2 separate regions of the Ovis canadensis genome follow, and region 2 is linked to region 1. A link is a contact called in public Hi-C data. All regions are on one chromosome and are shown on one strand. Each heading gives the region's core, a stretch centred on a gene start, on an enhancer-like site or on the middle of the called end of the contact. The rest is flanking DNA. Distances are from core to core; before and after follow the strand shown. Region 1 has its middle 34 kb from the start of GNE. Region 2 holds the start of GNE (glucosamine (UDP-N-acetyl)-2-epimerase/N-acetylmannosamine kinase).

What was found. A called contact is a pair of places that touch in the nucleus more often than the background predicts.
Region 2: a Hi-C map of lung shows a contact between it and region 1, with 2.6 times the contacts expected there. The contact joins the promoter of GNE here to the enhancer-like site in region 1. A contact is called at or near these places in 2 of 2 Hi-C or Micro-C datasets (fibroblasts and lung).

What each region holds. Positions count from the first base shown.
Region 1 is chr2:52,735,456-52,743,035 of ARS-UI_OviCan_v2, reverse strand. No RefSeq gene overlaps it. Among named protein-coding and RNA genes, the nearest start is that of GNE, 34 kb to the left of the region's middle. Within about 2 kb of position 4,090, the one cell type or tissue checked has open chromatin away from gene starts, as enhancers often do. A contact at or near this core is called in fibroblasts, where this site is marked.
Region 2 is chr2:52,770,971-52,777,657 of ARS-UI_OviCan_v2, reverse strand. It overlaps GNE (glucosamine (UDP-N-acetyl)-2-epimerase/N-acetylmannosamine kinase), which reads right to left and starts at 4,898. Exons shown (of 12, transcript XM_069574077.1): 1 at 4,670-4,898.

The DNA.
Region 1 (7,580 bases), core at 2,841-5,340:
GAAGACTTAGGCATGGCTGAATTAAATAACTTAGCAAAATGAAATGCATGCAAGGCAAGAATGCAAAAATATCATAAAACTCATGTGACCATCTTCAGATAAAATGCATAGGGGGTTGGTGAGCCATCCAGCAAAAGGTCTAATGAACAGGTTTTTAAATTCTAGGCAAAGAGAACAGAAGCAGACGTGTGCCTTTGTGGTTCTGCCTTTGTTCAGCCTCAGAGCTCTGCTTGTGGGAGACAGTGCGACCTTTATTTCCCCTGTGTCCAGCCAAAGAGGCTTTCTGATTAATGCTTGCAGGACACAGAGACAATAAACACAAGCAAGTCTGGCCTTGGGAGTGGGAGGTTTGGGGTTGAATCCTTTTTTTCAGTTTTGGTAGTGACCTTGAAGGGGAAGGCACTTTTAAATCTTTGCAAAGTGACATTTGGAAGCCCCCCCCCCACAACTTGTTGGGGTGTGCCAGGCCAGAGCCCTTGAAAATATAGGCAAGGCCAAGGGAGCGTCCTGCTGCCCGAAGTACACTGGCAGCCTTGAAAATCCCACAATCGTAGGCCCAGCTCTTTGTTTAGATGAACACTTTCTAGAGCCAGAGGGAGGCAGGGACATCATTGCTTTCCTGGGGAAAAGAGCCCCAGGCCTAGTGGGAAGAACTTGATTTTGGACACTGACAAAATAATGTCTGACACTCACTACCTGTCCATGTTACAGGGGTCATCAGGTGAGTTATTATATATACAACTCCTGCCCCTTGCCAAGTAAATCTTAATCTGAAAATGTTAACCCTCAGCCCTGCATGAATAGCACCCAAGAGAGGCCAAACGAGAGGGGAGAGAGAGAGAGTGGGAGGTAAGAACACATTGGGAGCCAGGCTGTGAGACCCAGGCCAGCATAGCCAGGCAAGAAACCGCTACAGGCAAAAGCCTTGACCTGGCTACTCACAGTCAGAGACCCACAGAGAGAACTGAGAGGGTCTGTTTTTCCTTGTTGTTCAGTCCCTAAGTCATGTCTGACTCTTTGTGACCCCATGGACTGTGGCACACCAGGCCTCCCTGTCCCTCACTATCTCCCAGAGTTTGTCCAAGTTCTTGTTCATTGAGTGATGCTATCCAACCATCTCATCCTCTGCTGCTCTCTTCTCCTTCTGCCTTCAATCTTTCCCAGCATCAGGGTCTTTTCCATTGAGCTGGCTCTTCGCATCAGGTGGCCCAAGTATTGGAGTTTCAGCTTCAGCATCAGTTCTTCCAATGAATATTGATTTTCTTTTAGGATTGACTGGTTTAATCTCCTTGCTGTCCAAGGGACTCTCAAGAGTCTTCTCCAACACCACAGTTCAAAATCATCAATTCTTCTGCACTCAACCTTCTTTATGGTCTCACTCTCACATCTATACATGACTGCTAGAAAGACCATCAGTTCAGTTCAGTTCAGTCACTTTTTCGACCCCATGGACTGCAGCACGTCAGGATTCCCTATCCATCACCAACTCCCAGAGCTTTCTCAAACTCATGTCTATTGAGTCAGTGATGCCATCCAACCGTCTCATCCTCTGTCATCCCCTTCTCCTCCTGCCCTCAATCTTTCCCAGCATCAGGGTCTTTTCTAATGAGTCAGTTCTTCGCATCAGATGGCCAAAGTAATGGAGTTTCAGCTTAACTATCAGTCCTTCCAATGAATATTCAGGACTGATTTCCTTTAGGATGAAATCAGTCCATTTCCTTTAGGATGGACTCTTTGGATCTCCTTGCAGTCCAAGAGACTCTCAAGAGTCTTCTCCAACACCACAGTTCAAAAGCATCAATTCTTGGGTGCTCAGCTTTCTTTATAGTCCAACTCTCACATCTATACATGACTACTGGAAAAACCATAGCTTTAGCTAGACAGACCTTTGTCAGCAGAGTGATGTCTTTGCCTTTTAACATGCTGTAACATGCTGTCTAGGTTTGTCATTCATAGCCTTCCTTCCAAGAAGCAAACATCTTCTAATTTCATGGCTGCAGTCACCATCTGCAGCGATTCTGAAGCCCAAGAAGAGAAAATCTGTCACTGTTTCCACTTTTCCCTCTTCTATTTGCCATGAAATGATGGGACCAGATGCCATGATCTTAGTTTTTTGAATGTTAAGTTTCAAGCTAGATTTTTCCTTCTTCTCTTTCACCCTTATCAAGAGGCTCTTTAGTCTTTAGTTCCTCACTTTCTGCCATTAGAGTGGTATCATGTGCATATCTGAAGTTGTTGATATTTCTCCTGGCAATCTTGATATCAGCTTGTAACTCATTCAGCCTGGCATTTCGTATGATGTACTCTGCATATAAGTTAAATAAGCAGGGTGACAATATATAGCCTTATGGTACTCCTTTCCCTATTTGGAACCAGTCTGTAGTTCCATGTCTGGTTCCAACTGTTGCTACTTGACTCGCGTATGGGTTTCTTAGGAGACAGGTAAGATGGTCTGGTATTCCCATCTCTTTAAGAATTTTCCACACTTTGTTGTGGTCCACATAGTCAAAGGCTTTGGCTTAGTCAATTAAGCAGAAGTAGACATTTTTCTAGAATTCCCCTGCTTTCTCTATGATCCAACAAATATTGGCAATTAGATTTCTGGCTCCTCTGCGTTTTCTAAACTCAGCTTCTACATCTGGAAATTTTCAATTCAAGTACAGCTAAAAGTCTATCTCAAAGGATTTTGAGCATAACCTTACTAGGATGGGAAATGAATGCAATTGTCAAGTCCAGTCCGATTGTCCGGTCTGAACATTCTTTAGCATTGCCCTTCTTTGGGATTGGGATGAAAGCTGACCTTTTCCAGTCCTGTGGCCACTTCTGAGTTTTCCAAATTTGCTGGCATATTGAGTGCAGCACTTTAATAGCATCATCTTTTAGGGTTTGAATTGGCTAACTGGAATTCCATCACCTCCACTAGCTTTGTTTGCAGTGATGCTTCCTAAGGTCCACTTGACTTCATACTCCAGAACATCTGGCTCTAGGTGAGTGATCACATCTTTGTGGTTATCCACATCATTAAGACCTTTTTTGTACAGTTCTGTGTATTCTTGCCACCTCTTCTTAATATCTTCTGCTTCTGTTAGGTCCATACTGTTTCTGTCCTTTAGCATGCCCATCCTTTCATGAAATATTCTTTTGATATCTCCAATTTTCTTGAAGAAATCTCTACTGTTTCCTAGTCTATTGTTTTCCTCTATTTCTTTGCACTGTTTATTAAGAACCTTCTTATCTCTCCTTGCTATTCTCTGGAACTCTGCATTCAGTTGGGCATATCTTTCCCTTTCTCCCTTGTTTTTTGCTTCTCTTCTTTTCTCAGCTATTTGTAAAGCCTCCCCAGACAACTGGTTTGCCTTCTTGCATTTCTTTGCTTTGGGATGGTTTTGGTCTCTGCCTCCTGTACCATTTTATGAACCTCTGTCCATTATTCTTCAGGTACTCTGCCTACCAGATCTAATCTCTTGAATCTATTCGTTACCTCCACTGTATAATCAGTCATAAAGGACTTGATTTAGGTCATACTTGAATAGCCTAGTGGTTTTCCCTACTTTCTTCAATTTAAGCCTGAATTTTGCAATAAGGAGCTAATGATGTGAGCCACAGTCAGCTCCAGGTCTTATTTTGCTCACTGTTTAGAGCTTCTCCATCTTTGGCTGGGAAGAATATAATCAATCTGGTTTCGGTATTGACCATTAAGGAAAAAAATTACACTCTGATTTTCATTAACCTCTAACTGCAGTTTACATTTCCCTTCAGGTGAGCATGTAGGCAACAAACCACACGCTTCAGAGAACCTAGGACTTTGTCACAACTGAACACTTTCACCATCACACTCTGGTCATCACAGAGACCCTCAAATATCACTAACATCCATCACTTCTTCAAAATCTCAGCCATAATTAGACCTATTGCTAGATCTTGTCATTTAATGCATTAGTAAACTAGCATTTTTTCCATATCACAAATTTGTTTATATTTTAATAACTACATTTCTAATATGCTTGGTTCCCTGTATTGTGCTTATTCTACACTAGAATCAGCATTGTGAGACTCAGTCCATAGACTCACTGCTGCCAGAGGGGGTGAGTCAGGGCACACAGAAGGATTTAGAGCCAAGAACAGCTGCCAGAAAAGGAGAGGTTCTGAAAACACAAGATATTTGATTTGTTGAGTTCCGTATCAACATCCTTTTCAGAAAACACAAAGCCCTTTGTTGCTCATGTCTTTTGCCTCCAAAGTTGATCAAGGCCCAAATGAGAACAGGATGGAGATGTTGGGAGCAGAGTGGGTGGTAAGCCCAGGAGACACACAGAAAGGGAAGGTCACAGCTGACACTCCCCACTGCCACCCCCCAGCACGCCGCACGGCCAAATCCAAGCTTGTGAGTCAGGGCTGAGCCAGCAGAGGCTCTGAGCCTGCAGCCTTGGGCACCTCTCACCGCGCAGCAGCTCCTAACACCTGCCCTGCCTCCTGAAAACCCCCAGATCCCACCCATCTTTTCCTCAAGAAGGCTGGGATGAACTTTACAGTCTTTGTTTGATGAGACTCCTGCTGTTTGATCACTGGCTGTATGAGCCAGAGCTCAGTAGTAAACACCCACTTGAACTTTACAGTTTCCTCATTTCCTTAAGAGGCTATTCTGGCCATGTGTCAGGGACGCGACTCTGGGACCACCCTATTTTCCTGAGTCGCTCCTCAAATGGGGGCTGGAAGAGTGTGGCCACGAGGCAGCAGGGAGGGATGTGGAGCAGAGGGGAGAGGCTCTGCTGGCAGTTACTAGTCCTAGGGCTGGTGCGTACAGCTCTAGGGGTGGGGGGCGACTCTTGGGGATGCCAAGCTCTGGGCTGCAGAGCTCTTTCCTTGGGTTTATTGCACCAGGAATATTTCCCCAGTCACCCCAGCTAATGTGTGGATAAAGGAGGAGCAGGGGTGTAGGAAAATAATTGCTGTGTGACAGAGCTCTGGGCTTCTCATCTGATGAAGCTGAGGTTTACACAGGGCAGACTAAGTAAAGAGTGTTCTCTTCAGTTCCCCTAGGAATCCAGTGTTTAAAATAAAACCAAAACCCCCAAACCCTGCCGAACCCATTTACTTGTTGAAGAAAAAATAAGTGTACTTCTGGTTGAAGGAGAGGGAAGGAAGAAAAAGTTCCCTTGCTCCCACCACATACAAGACAGCCACTCATGGAATGAACATGCTGGCAGCCACAAGGAGACCTGGATCCTAGCCCCACCCTGCCTATCACCCCTTGCTTGACTCTGGGTGACTCCCTTGTCTCAGGGTTCCTTAGTTTCCCTGTCAGAAAGTTAGCCAAGGTTGAAGATAAGTGGACGAGAAAGAGGGAAGAAGGGCAAGTGGGCAGGTGGGGGGGGGTCTGGGGGGCCAGGCTCACACAGGCAGAACCGAGGGAGCCTTGAGGTCTGGGCAGGTGGCAGAGTCCCAGCCAGAGGCAGACAGGACTCTCAAAGTACTTGTGTCCTTATGGTGACTGGTCCTGAACACCTGTTCCCAGTGCTGGCTGGAAGTCCCCTCCTCGGTGTGGGCAGCCAGAGAAAAGAGTTCTCTGGGGCTAGCAGCTCTCCCGAGGCAGAGACTGGACTGACCAGCGGTCGTCCTACCAACTAGTCAGAGTCCTGCATTCAACGAGAGAGAAGAGGGATGCCAAGCTGTTCTTTCTGGTCCAAGCTTTCATTCATCCAATCATTCAATGCTGTCTCTGGATATTTTTTCTGCTTCTAAAAATAAAATGCACTTATTATAAAATAACTCAATATAATGAAAATCTGAAATCACTAGAAATAATGTTTCCTAGTACTACCCCCAAGAGCAAGCAATTTATTATTATGTGTTCATTACATGCCCTTTTTTTAATTTCAATTTCTCCTTTTAAAAAAATTTATTTTATTTTTATATTTTATTTTAGCAGCACCTCTTGGCACGCAGGATCTTAGTTCCTTGTCCGGGGATCAAACTCATGCCCTTCTGCAGTGGAAGTGTGGAGCACTAACCACTGGACTGCCAAGTAAGCCCTGATCTCCTTTTTTGGTAATATACAAACATGTTTATTTGGAACATTATAGAAGAATTTGAATTGAAACATCAGTTTCTTTCCATTCCTTGATCCTTAATTCCAGTCTCGACTACAGAGAGAGTCACTGCTGAAGTTCTGGTGTCTGTCCTTCTAGACCTCCAAACGTAGGGAGTCTGCTCCCAGGCTTGCTGTTCAGCACCATCAGTGGGAAGGCAGGTTTTCAGGTCTGCAGCCCTGCCCAGCCTCTTCAGTTCAGTTCAGTTCAGTTGCTCAGTCGTATCGACTCTGCGAACGCGTGAACCACAGCACGCCAGGCCTCCACCAACTGCCAGAGTCCGCTCAAACCCATATCCATTGTGTCACTGATGCCATCCAAACATCTCACCCTCTGTGGTCCCCTTCTCCTCCTGCCCTCAGTCTTTCCCAGCATCAAGGTCTTTTCAAATGAGTCAGCTCTCAGCCTCTTCACGCAACCCCTACACTTCCTCACACAGCTTTAGGTGAGAAGGAAGCAGGAGGTGTGAGGGGGGGGTGCGGGCAGGAGAGCCTCAGCACACCAGTAACTCTCCAGCCCTTTGTCCCTTTGTGGGGTGGCTGGGGAGAGCATTAATGCCAGCAAGGGTGGTTTTATACTACCTTGGCATATCCTGTATGTGTGGTCTGGCTCCTCTCTTGGTAAACAAGGAAATTAAGCCTCTATCATGTATTCTCAGCCTTTGGGGTCTCAGCTGAAACAAAGAAAGAATCTCATGTTAATGTCCAGCCATATATACCATCATTTATTTCACCAGTTTTCACTGGTGGGCATTGGGTTGTTGCCAGGGTATGTGTGTGTATGTGTATATATGCTTACGAGCTACTGCAGTCAGGCTTTTAATTTAGCTGCTGACTCATCTAAATGATTGTCATTTTAGCCTCCCCAGGCCATCTTGCCAGTCCTGAGACAGATCTCCCTGCCCTGTTTCTCACACTGGGAGAAGCTTAGCACTGGACATTCCCCATGTATGCCGTGGGGTTTTTGAGAGCACTTCATATATGTAAAAGTTTTGGTGGAAGAGGTGATATAACATAATTATTCAGGATTTAATACAAGAGGGATAAATCAGGAGACATCAAAAACATTCCTCCTTTGCAGTGAGCCACTTAGGACTTTGATGCCAGACCTCAGGGGATGCAGTTATCCTCCTGTGCCCCTAGAGGTGCCTCAAGGGACATCTTGAAATGTGCTGCCTCCAAGCAGGCCCCCTCTAATCCCTGCCTCCCAGTGTGCACACCTTTAAGAAGCCCTTTCCCACACCATGCCAGGGCTGCTCTGTGTAACCAATAGCATATGGCAAAAGAGATGGCATGTTACTTCTAAGATGAGGTTATGAGGTTACCAGGTCATGAACGGTTTGAACTCTTTCTTGCATCACTTGCTTTAGGGGAAGCAAGCTACCATGTTAAGCAGCCCTATGGAAAGGCCCTAAGTGAGGAACTGAGGGCTTCCATCAACCACAAAAATGAGCTTGGAGGCAGACCCTCCAGTCTCAGTCAAGTCTCCAGA
Region 2 (6,687 bases), core at 3,649-6,148, 34 kb before region 1:
ATTAGATAGTACATTCACACAGTTTAAAACTGAAAAGGCACAAGAGGCTCTAAAAGTCTTCTCATCTGTGTCCTCAGACGTGGAGTTCTCCCTGGGTGCTTAGAGTTGCTAGTCACTTATCCATCCTCCTACATAAACTATATATACAAAAAATACACATATATTTCTTCACATATATAAATACAAATATATTTTATAAATATATAGAGTGTATTACGCAATTAGCAATATATTCTACAAACTACTGTCACATACCTTGCTTTTTAATTGTTCTTAATTACGTTTCTGAATCAAGTGGTAAAATGGGAAAGTTTAAAGACATTGTTGTTGTAGTGTTTTAGTCACTAAGTCATGTCCCACTCTTTGGTGACTCCCATGGACTGTAGCCGCCAGGCTCCTCTGTCCACAGGATTTCCCAGACAAGAACACTGGAATGGGTTGCCGTTTCCTTCTCCAGGGAATCTTCCTGACCCAGGGGTCAAACTCACATCTCCTGTATCGGCAGAGGGATTCTTTAACCACTGAGCCACCAGGGAAGCCCTTAAAGGCATTCAGTTCAGTTCTGTTCAGTTGCTCAGTCATGTCCGACTCTTTGCGACCCCATGAATCGCAGCACGCCAGGCCTCCCTGTCCATCACCAACTCCCAGAGTTCACCTAAACTCACGTCCATCGAGTCGGTAATGCCATCCAGCCATCTCATCCTCTGTCGTCCCCTTCTCCTCCCGCCCCCAATCCTTCCCAGCATCAGAGTCTTTTCCAATGAGTTAAGTCTTCGCATGAGGTGGCCAAAGTATTGGAGTTTCAGCTTTAGCATCAGGCCTTCCAAAGAACACCCAGGGCTGATCTCCTTTAGGATGGACTGGTTGGATCTCCTTGCAGTCCAAGGGACTCTCAAGAGTCTTCTCCAACACCACAGTTCAAAAGCATCAATTCTTCGGTGCTCAGCTTTCTTCACAGTCCAACTCTCACATCCATACCTGACTACTGGAAAAACCATAGCCTTGAATAGATGGACCTCTGTTGACAAAGTAATGTCTCTGCTTTTGAATATGCTGTCTAGGTTGGTCATAACTTTCCTTCCAAGAAGTAAGCGTCTTTTAATTTCATGGCTGCAATCACAATCTGCAGTGATTTTGGAGCCCAAAAAAATAAACTCTGACACTGTTTCCACTGTTTCCCCATCTATTTCCCATGAAGTGATGGGACCAGATGCCATGATCTTCATTTTCTGAATGTTGAGCTTTAAGCCAACTTTTTCACTCTCCTCTTTCACTTTCATCAAGAGGCTTGTTAGTTCCTCTTCACTTTCTGCCATGAGGGTGGTGTCATCTGCATATCTGAGGTTATTGATATTTCTCCCGGCAATCTTGATTCCAGCTTGTGCTTCTTCCAGCCCAGCGTTTCTCATGATGTACTCTGCATATAAGTTAAATAAGCAGGGTGACAATGTACAGCCTTGACGTACTCCTTTTTCTATTTGGAACCAGTCTGTTGTTCCATGTCCAGTTCTAACTGTTCCTTCCTGACCTGCATATAGGTTTCTCAAGAGGCAGGTCAGAGATATGAAATCTAAAAGTGCAAGTCTGGGCTTCCCTGGTGGCTCAATGATAAAGGATCTGCCTGCCCATGCGGGAGATGCGGGTTTGATCCCTGGTCTGGGAAGATCCCACATGCTGCAGAGCAACTAAGCCTGTGGACTACAACTATGCTCTAGAGCCTGGGAACCTATGCTCTAGAGCCTGGGAACCGCAACTACGGAGCCCATGTGCCACAAATACTGAAGCCCACGTCCCACAGAGCCAGTGCTCCACAAGAAGAGAAGCCACCACAATGAGAAGCCTGCACACCCCAAGTGGACAGTAGCCCCCACTCTTCACACCTAGAGAAAAGCCTGCACAGCAGTGGAGATCCAGCACAGCCAAAATAAATAAATAAAACTGTATTTTTTACACTGCAATTTTGAAAATTGCTGGCCATCAACTTTTCAAATATATGAGAGCCCTGAGAGTGAAAGTGTCACAAACAGATATTGAGAACTGACTCTGTGCAGAGCAATGGAAAGCAGAGATGCAGAGCCGAGGAAGATCTCACCTCTAGTTTTTAGGAGTTTAGAATCCAGTACATGCCACCAAGCCACATTAATAGATCACCTTCCCAACAGAAGCACGAGGAACAAAAGTAACAAATTTTCTTTCACTGCCCAGTATAATTATTATTTGTTCTGGATAAAATGTCATGTCCAAGCATCCATTTTTACACTAAGAACTGTGATCAGAGTCTCCATGATGAGTATGAAATGAATAAATGTGACATAATGGACTTAGACTATACCAGGAGTTTTTAAGTTGCATAAAGTGCAATGTAAAACAAGATAAAACTTTTTTACTTACACAGTGGACTCCCAGAGAGTAATGAAAACAAATGGACTACATTGAAATGTGTCAATATTAATAAACGTCTAAAATATGTTAAATGAAAACAGCATATTCTAAAAAAAGATACAATAGGGCACCATCTAAAAATATGTAAAACATTACTATATGTTGTTTACTGATTTATAGTAAACTTATACAGCAACTCAAGAAAGTAGTTACCTCTGAAGGAGGAGGGAAGGGAAAGGAAAAGAGGGCTTAGAGGGTTTCTGTTGTCTATGTAAACATTTTTTAAAAAATCGTTTAAGTAGAGATCTGAAACAAACATGGTAACATATTAATATGTGTTAAATCTGGAGGATTGGTAGAGGGTGTCATGTTGTCTTCTGTCCTTTTCAGCATATATAAAATATTGTATGGAAAACGAGAAATCTTTTAAATGATCAACAAAGATGCACTGTCCACAGTCCTTAAAGCCTAAAGCTCAGAAAGCAGATGGACTGGATATTTACATTCATTTCACTCAATTCCATGAGAGTAACCAGAGCCACTAAAACATAGATACTGGTATGAAAATAAGCCTTCACCTCGAACTCACTGGCAATCTGAGAAACCTACATTCTCTCAAGACTATTACAAATACTGACAAAAAGGTGAGTGACCCCTTCCAGGGAAATAAATACTGTGGTCCCATTCAACTATGGAAAAAGACACTTGGCTCAAGCAGTTTCTGAGCAGAAGTGAAGTGAAAGTTGCTCAGTTGAGTAACTTTTCGAACCCATGGACTTTGCAACCCCATGGACTATAGTCCATGGAATTCTCCAGGCCAGAATCCTGGAGTGGGTAGCCTTTCCCTTCTCCAGGGGATTTTCCCAACCCAGGGATCAAACCCAGATCTCCCACATTGTAGGCAGATTCTTTCTTTACCAGCTGAGCCACAAGGGAAGCCCTTCTGAGTAGAAGACACCATCAAAGTAAACAATTGCCAAGCACATGTTAAGAGCTTTACAAGCATTAATTCACTTCATCCTCACAGCCCTATCTTATCAGCCCTGTTTTACAAACGGGCATACCTCAGTGAAAACCAATTTAACTTTCCCCAAATCATAGCTGCTGCTGCTGCTATCGCTTCAGTCGTGTCCGACTCTGTGCGACCCCATAGACGGCAGCCCACCAGGCTCCCCCGACCCTGGGATTCTCCAGGCAAGAACACTGGAGTGGGATGCCATTTCCTTCTCCGGGGCATGAAAAGTGAAAGTGAAGTCGCTCAGTCGTGTCTGACGTTCGCGACCCCATGGACTGCAGCCTCCCAGGCTCCTCTGTCCATGGGATTTTCCAGGCAAGAGTACTGGAGTGGGGAGCCATTGGCTAATAACTGCCAAAACCAAACACCAAATCAGCATTCAAGATAGTGCTCATATCCAGTGTTTGCCTGCCTGTTCATTTCATAAGCACTCATGAGTGAGAACCTTCCTGCCAGGCACCGCGGCAGTGAAGGGCACATATGATGAATCCCTCTCTTCCCTCAGTGCAGACCGGATGAGGCTCACAAGAATCAGGAGAGGTCTATCGAAAGTGGTCTGAAATTCAGAACACTATCTTGAGCTACACTCGGGTGTGACTCCTTCCAGAGCTTCCACAGTCGACTCGAACAGTTATCTCTAAATGCCAAGCTGTACCCTACGACACTTCTCCATAAAAAAAAAAAAAAAAACTTTCGTGCTCTAACAATTTTACAAGTGTTGTGCTGCGGCGCGCGGTGGGGGCGTGGGGGGGCGGGATAGTGAAATAAATACATATCAAGCTTCCAGGGAAGCTCAGACTCAGAGTACAGTCAGGGTTAGGCGCAGACCTTCAAGATCATCTTTCGTCAGACACTTTACATCCCAGGGCCACTCATCTTCACGGAGCTCCCTGCCTTCTCCTGCACATCTCTGTGAGCGGCTGCTCGCTGTCTTTCAGGATAGCCGGAGGAACAGAGTGCAGCCGGCCTTCCTCTGAGACCCCGAGCCCCACTCCGGGGTTACTCACCCGGGGTCCGCACTCAAAACTGCTGCACCAGCCAACGGCTGAGCCCACAACTGGACTAAGGAGCGGCCCTGACGTGCAGGCCCACGGGAGACAGCCAGGCCCGGGCCGGGTGCGGACCTGCGGCGTGATGAGTGCGGAGCCGCCGGCCGGGGATCTGAGGCCTCCGGGTGGAGGCCGAAAGAGAAAGGCCCTGGGGGCCGACAGGTGGCGTTCCCCGAGCCCGCGTCCCCCTTCCCCGAGTCCCTGGCGGGCACGCAGGTCTCACCAGTAGCGGGTCCGCTGTTTCTCCCGCGTCGCCGCAGTCAGACCTCGCGGGTGAGAACGGAGGGCCGATCCGGAACGTAGGCCGGCGCGAGACCGCCCCTTCGGCTTCCGCCACCCTGCACCGCGAGCGATGACTCGCCTCGACCGGCTCCTAGCGCACCCGCGCGCCCTGCACACCCACCCGAGCGCCAAATCGGCCGACGCGCCCTACGTCAGCGGCGAGGAATTCTGCGATTGGCTGAGCGAGGAGGACAGGCCGGGGCGGCGCCTTCCGTGAACGTGGCGTAGCCCCCAGGCGACCAGCTCTTGTTCTCAGCCGGTGTTCCCGCCCCTGGACAGCTTCTCCGCCTGTCAAGTGAAAGTTCGGAACCCGAGCGCCTTACGGGTAGTTGTTTTGGCCTTGCGCCCTAGAGGCAATGTCTCAGGCCTTCTCACGCAGTCATTTCATAGGCAGGACCAAAACAATACGGTCGTGTGGCGGTCCACCCAGAGCTCTCTCCCGAGTGAAGCCGTGCCCCTCCAGAACCGCGTCTACTAGAAGGATCTGTGGATGCTGATGACCAAGGCGAGGCGGAGACCTGCTGATCCTTATGATGCGCGGAACCCCCAGGCCGTCCTGCCCCAGACACTTACAGAGAGGAACACAGAGGTGGCAGAGAAAGTGGCGGGAAAGGCCTCACACAGCTCCTGATGAACAGTTTCTAATGATTGTTTCAAATTCCTTAGTCACCACTGACAAGCTTTGAGTTGGTGATACAGTATATTAAAATATTTTTACAGCTAGTAAATAACTTACCGCAAGTGAAACTATTTAAACAGCCTAATGATTCATTGTCAGTTCTTGCTAAAGTGAATTTCAAGCCCAATAAACTTTTGCACTTAATTTATTTCAGTTAATGATGCTCTAATTTACAGAATATTTGTGAACCGTTAGTTCCCCTGCAGCTAGCTTGTTGTCACCAAGAGGTCACATCAGCTACAAAAGGACAGATATTAGGGGATTTCCTGCAAGCAAGTACCAGAAGATTTCTTTTTTAAATATCACTTTTGCTATTCTGTGGAGAATGGACTGGTTGAAAGTTGAGAATGGTGGTAGCGGGAAAAAAATCTCTGAAAGGAAACACACACACACACATACACACAAAACCCATACCACTAATTGCATTTGGCAGAACTAGGAAGAGATAGACTTTTCACTGAATTTATTTTTATAATATCTTTTGTATTTTGTAGTATATGCATACATTCCATATCAAAGAAAAGAAATTTGATGGTAAAAAAAAATGGTGGCAGTGAAACTCGATTGAAATGATTGGATATGATATTTAGTTTGGAAGTAGAATTGATGAAACTTAATTATGAATTAGGTATGAAAGGATGGGGTTTCCCAGGTGGCTCAGTGGTAAAGAACCCACCTGCCAATGTAGGAGACATAAGAGACACGGGAAGATCCCCTGAAGAAGGGCGTGGCAACCCACTCCAGTATTCTTGCCTAAAGAATTCCATGGACAGAGGAGCCTGGCAGTCAACAGTCCACAGTGTCACGAGTTGGACATGACTGAAGTGACTTAGTATACATGCAAGGATGACAGAGAAAAGGAAGGTTGACTTCCAGATGTCTTGTATTAGTAATTGGGTCGGTGCCATTTGCCAAGATGAAAAGCTGGGGGAGTGGTCAGGTTTAGGGATTTAAAAGTAAAGGTGTAATTTGTGATGTGTTAGATTTGAGATGCCTATGAGACAGCCACAGGAAGCTATTATAAAGGCAATAAGATGCATGAATCTAGGGCTTCCCTGGTGGCTCAGTGGTAAAGAATCTGCCTACCAATGCAGGATACACAAGTTCGATCCCTGGTCCAGGAAGATCTCACATGCCAAGGAGCAGCGAAGCCCAAGTACCACAACTGTTGAGCTTATGCTCTGGAGCCCAGGAGTTGCAAATACTGAAACTCACGTGCATCTAGATCCCATGCTCCACAAGAGAAACCACCACAATAAGAAGCCCCTACTCACTGCAAC